Linked DNA regions of Mus musculus: region 1 is linked to region 2. A link is a contact called in public promoter capture Hi-C data. All regions are on one chromosome and are shown on one strand. Each heading gives the region's core, a stretch centred on a gene start, on an enhancer-like site or on the middle of the called end of the contact. The rest is flanking DNA. Distances are from core to core; before and after follow the strand shown. Region 1 overlaps Eif2b3 (eukaryotic translation initiation factor 2B, subunit 3). Region 2 overlaps Tesk2 (testis-specific kinase 2).

Region 1 (2,700 bases), core at 196-2,695, 280 kb before region 2:
ACCAAGCTATTAAAATATTTAAGTTGCCATAGACACACACCTTTAATGCCAGCACTTTGGAGGTAGAGGCAGGTGAGTTCAAGACCAGCCTAGTCTAGAATAAATTCCAGGATAGCCAGAGCTACACAGTGAGACCCTGTCTTGGAGGAAAAAAAAAACACCCCAAACAAACAAAAATTTAAGTTAAAAAATGAAGGGCTAGGGCTGGTGAGATGGCTCAGTGGGTAAGAGCACCTGACTGCTTTTCCGAAGGTCCGAAGTTCAAATCCCAGCAACCACATGGTGGTTCACAACCACCCGTAATGAGATCTGACTCCCTCTTCTGGAGTGTCTGAAGACAGCTACAGTGTACTTACATGTAATCAATCAATCAATCAATCAATCAATCTTTAAAAAAAAAAATGAAGGGCTGGAGAGATGGCTCAGCGGTTAAGGGACTGCTCTTCCAGAGGTCCTGAGATGGTGGCTCACAACCATCTGTAATGGAATCCGATGCCCTCGTCTGGTGTGTCTGAAGACAGCTGCAGTGTACTCATATTAAAAAAAAAATCTCTTGAAAAAAAAATAAAACAAATTCTTACTCTTATGCTCAATGGATCAAGTGCTTTTATGCAAGCACGAGGACTTGAGTTTGGATCAATCCTCAGTATCCACATAAAAACTGGGGAAGGTAGCATGTGTGTCTCTACCTCCTGCACTGGGTGTGGAGGCAAAGACAAAGAGATCCCAGTCTAGCAGAAATAGCAGGTTCAGGTACAGTGAGGACCATGCCTTAAAGGGGGGATGGGCAGGGGAAGACACATGATGTTAACTTCTGGCCTTTACACAAGTACATGTGTGCAAGTAACTGACATACACATACATAACTCAATATATAACCGAGGCTGGACTTGAACTCATGACTGTCCTGTCTCAGCCTCTGGAGAGATGGGATTACAGCTGCATACTACCATACCTGGTATGCTTCACTGTTAGCTGTAGCTGTTTGTTTATCTACAAAAAAGTGTTAGTTGTGTAACATTTAGCTCTGGTGGTTGAAGCACTTGAGACCATCAATCACATGGTAGCTGGCCATTTCATCATATGCAGTGTTTGAATCTGAACGAGGGAAAAATTATACAGTTCTTTCCAAAAATCAAAATTAGTGAAATCCATAGGAAAAGCAAATATGGTCAATTTGAAGCTAAATTCTGAAGAGAACTCCAAATGGCACACACACAGCTCTGAAATATATTAATTCATCCATTACATGACAATTTGAGACTGTAGAAAAGTTTGTGACTGTCTAATTATGAGCTATCAACTTAATAGAGTTCTGGATCTAACTTGGAGTGTTTAACATATCAGTTCTTAGGCTCACAAAAACCTTGAATCACTTGAATGTCCTGAGAGCAATAATTTCCAGCCAGGCAATTTTTGGCTCTGTTGCTACATGGCCTTCCTCCCTGTATTGTTTCTTTATTGTTGCCACAGTAACTGGAAACTCTGACTAAAGATTACAGGCTCTTGGAGAGGCTTCTTTTCTGTCTTGCTTTATCGAAGTGAATTCCACTTGGGAGCAGAACGGGTAACCAGAATGTCTACCCATGAAGCAAGACTGCACAAACAAGGCCGAGAAAACAAATAAGACTGTGAACTTTGATTTCTCAAAAATTATGTCACATTCAAATATTCCTACTTGATTTTTACTTCTCTGATTGACGTTTCTATCTTTTCTACAGTTTTTATTCATTCCAAGAGTAAAACTGTACTCCTACTCCATAAAAAGTGTTACACTTGGGCGTTCAAAATTCTAACCCATTTTATGAAGTTAGCATGATCCTGATGCCAAAACCAGACGATAGGATAAATATTTACTCATTATACAGACACAAACAAGCTATACAAATTAAAAACAAATCAAAATTATACGAGTAGGAGCAATGGCACAGACAAGTAATAATGTCTGTATGGAGACAGGGTAGGGGGCTACAGCAACTTCAAGGCCAGCCCTACCTACACAGTGAGTTCCAGGGCAGCCAGCAAAACACACTAACCCTGTCCCAAACAACAGAAAACTCAAGCAGGACAGTGGTGACACACACCTTTAATCCCAGCAGTTGGGAGGCAGAGGCAGGCGGATTTCTGAGTTTGAGGCCAGCTACACAGAGAAACCCTGTCTCGAAAAACAACAACAACAAAACAACAGAAAACCCTACTTAAAAACCAGACTAGCCAGGTGCTGGTGGTGCACACCTTTGATCCCGGCACTTGGGAGGCTAAGGCAGGTGGACCACTGTGAGTTTGAGGCCAGCCTGGTCTACAGAGTGAGTTCCAGGACAGCCATGGCAGACTGTTTAAGACAGGGTTTCTTTGTGTAACCCTGGTTGTCCTGGAACTCTCTCTAGACCAGGCTGGCCTGGAACTCAAGTGATCCCCTTGACTCTGCCTCTCAAATGCTAAGATTAAAGGCATGAGCCACTACTGCAAGGCAGTAACTAGCTCTGACTAAAGGAGGATAGCTGACACTAATGCTGCAGAGACATTTGTAGCTTCTGTTTCCACTCTCACAGAACCTGCTGTTTGCAAACAAGTCACGGTCAGGCTCCTGGATGATGAACTAAATCAAGGAGAAGCCCAGCTCTCGAAGCTGAGCACCCAGATATCTTTCTCAGTCCTGGGATGGATGGTGGCCTCTGAGTTAAGAATGATAGCTGTGGT
Region 2 (2,700 bases), core at 201-2,700:
GGAAACAATCATAATATGAACTAGAAAGTATAGTTATTCTATGGCATAACTGATTCCCCCACTTGGAATATTAAGAGAGTACAGTGTGAACTGGTGTGGCACCCCAGCAGGTAAAAGCGTCTGCCACTAGGCTGAACAACTTGAGTTCTATCTCCAAGACCAATACTGTGGAAAAAAAGAACAGACTCCTGCAGGTTATCCTCTGATCTCCTTATCACACACACACAGAGCAAGTAAATAAATAAATGTTTAAAAACATTAAAAGCAGGGCTGGCTGGAGAGGTGGCTCAGTGCTTAAGAGCACTAGCTGTTCTTCCAGAGGACCCAGGGCTCAAATTCCAGCACCCACACGGCAGCTTACACCAGTCTTTAATTCCAGTTCCAGGGGATCCGACATCCTCATAACAGATGTATATGCAAGCAAAACAGCAATGCACATAAAATAAAAATAAGCATTGAAGCCGGGTGGTGGTGGTGCACACCTTTAATCCCAGCATTTGGTAGGCAGAGACAGGTGGATTTCTGAGTTCGGCTACACAGAGAAACCCTGTCTCGAAAACAAAACAAACCAACCAACCAAACAAACAAACAAAAAAAACATTGAAAACTTTTTTTTTTTAATTAAAAAATAAAAAGAAGTGCAGATCTTGAGCTTGGGCGATGACAACAGGTAAACAGCCTACTTCGAGGCCTGATGACCTGAGTGCCATCCTTGGAACCCACACAAAGGGAGGAGAGAGCCAAATCCACAAAGCTGTCCTCTGGCTTCCATACACAGTATTAATACTACTAATAAATACCTCTTTAAAAGAGTCCAGCTCCTAGCTCCTACGCTCCCATGGACAGTGTGGGTCACACACAGTGTTCTGTGTAAGCAGTTACTGAGTGAGAGGTCATAACCACCCAATCAGTGAGCTTGATTATAAAACAGCATTTTACTGCCACTATGTACTGAGACCTTGTCTCCAAAGGCATAAAGAAAAGAAAGGAGGAATATTTCCAGGCAGGCACTAGGCTGGGAAGCCAAGATGTATTTGATTTATTTAATTAGTATTTATAAAGAAGTCAGGCAATAACATCCTATCACTCACAGAACACAACCACAGGCACAGACATCATATGACAGTCTTCTACCTGCTTTCTTTCCCACCCTGCTTTGGCATCATTATATCACAATTAGGAGCATTGCTTTTCTACCTGACCTCATTCCTTACACAGCCGACTAGCACTGATACACTCAAAGTGGTGTCATTGGGCTGGGAGCATAGTTTGATGGGTAGAGGTCTTGCCTAGCATAAACATAAATTGTGTGTGGTGGTGTATCTTTATAGTACCAGCCTACAAAACGTAAAGGCTTTGAGTCATCGAACTCTAAGGCCAGCCTGCTCTATGCACAAGTTCATTTCCACATTAAAACCTGAAAAGCCATCTAGATATGGTGGCATGAACTTGCAGTTCCAGCACTTTGGCTGCAGCAGCAGGACTGTAAGTCCAAGGTCAGTGTGGGCTACACAGTGAAACCCAGTCTCAAAACAGGAGGCACTTAAATAAAACCACACTCTTCCTGATTCATTCTGAGCCTCTCTTCCTCCCTTTCTTTGTTTTAGTTTATTTTGTTTTGTGCGTCTGCTGTTGTGTTGTTTTCTGTAGCACAGGGTGGATGGGCTTGAATTTACAATGTATGTGTGGGTGGCCTTGAACACGTGCTCCTCCTGTGCTACTGCACCTAGCTTCTGAATGATTGCCCACTCCCTCCTCAATCATGAGAGCCAGCATTTACTTAAGTGACTCAGAATGAAGCTGTGCTCTTTTCTTTTCTTTCTTTTTTCCCTTTTCTTTCCTTTCTTCCTTCCTTTCTTCCTTTTTTTCTCTCTCTCTTTCTCTTTCTCTCTCTTTCTTTCTTTCAAGACAGGGTTTTTCTGTGCAGCCTTGGCTGTCCTGGAACTTACTATGTAGACCAGGCTGGACTTAAACTCAGAAATCCGCCTGCCTCTGCCTCCCAAGTGCTGGAGGTTAAAGGAATGCACCACCATTCCAGGCCTTGGAAGTGCGTTCTTAGGCAAGTGCTTAAAAGCTAGTGAGGGCTCAAATTTGTTATTTTCAGTTTTATATTATATACTGATTCATATCAAGAAGAAAATTGGGATCTTGTTTTATTTTTATTTATTTATTTTTGGTGTGTATGTGTGTTTTTGTGTGTGTACATAGGTACACTATTCCAAATGTGCTGGTGTGTGTGTGTGTGTGTGTGTGTGTGTGTGTGTGCGCGAGTACAGATACAGTATTCTATGTGTGCACAGTAAGAGATCAGAGGTCAACATCAGGTCTCCTCCCATCGCTCTCCGCCTTAATTCTTTTAAAGACTTCTTATTGGGGCTGGAGTGATGGATGGCTCAGTGGTTAAGACCAATAACTGCTCGTCTAGAAGACCAGTTCTCAGAACCACAATTATCTATATTCCAGTTATTAGGAACCCAACATCCTTTTCTGACCTCTATGGACACTGCATACATGTAGCACATTTACATATAAGCAGGCAAAACACTCATATACATAAAATAAAAAATTTTTTTAAACTTTAAAAAATTACGAGCACTGGTTCCTTTGGTTCCTGGCACCCACATGGTGGCTTACAACCATCTGTAACTCCCAGTTCCAAGAGGTCTAATACCTTCTTGTGACCTCTGTGGGAACCAGACA

Evidence for each region. Capture Hi-C pulls out chosen DNA fragments and counts their contacts.
Region 1: a contact with region 2 is called in a promoter capture Hi-C map of adipose tissue. The contact joins two enhancer-like sites. A contact is called at or near these places in 1 of 484 Hi-C or Micro-C datasets (nephron progenitors) and 3 of 9 other capture datasets (adipose tissue, liver and pancreatic islet).

The regions. Positions count from the first base shown.
Region 1 is chr4:117,047,821-117,050,520 of GRCm38.p6, reverse strand. The region is part of intron 4 of Eif2b3 (eukaryotic translation initiation factor 2B, subunit 3); the gene reads right to left. Among named protein-coding and RNA genes, the nearest start is that of Eif2b3, 30 kb to the right of the region's middle. Within about 2 kb of position 1,445, at least 30 of the 459 cell types and tissues checked have an H3K27ac peak or open chromatin away from gene starts, as enhancers often do. A contact at or near this core is called in adipose tissue, where this site is marked.
Region 2 is chr4:116,765,906-116,768,605 of GRCm38.p6, reverse strand. All of the region lies in intron 3 of Tesk2 (testis-specific kinase 2), which reads right to left. Among named protein-coding and RNA genes, the nearest start is that of Toe1, 40 kb to the left of the region's middle. Within about 2 kb of position 1,450, at least 17 of the 459 cell types and tissues checked have an H3K27ac peak or open chromatin away from gene starts, as enhancers often do. A contact at or near this core is called in adipose tissue, where this site is marked.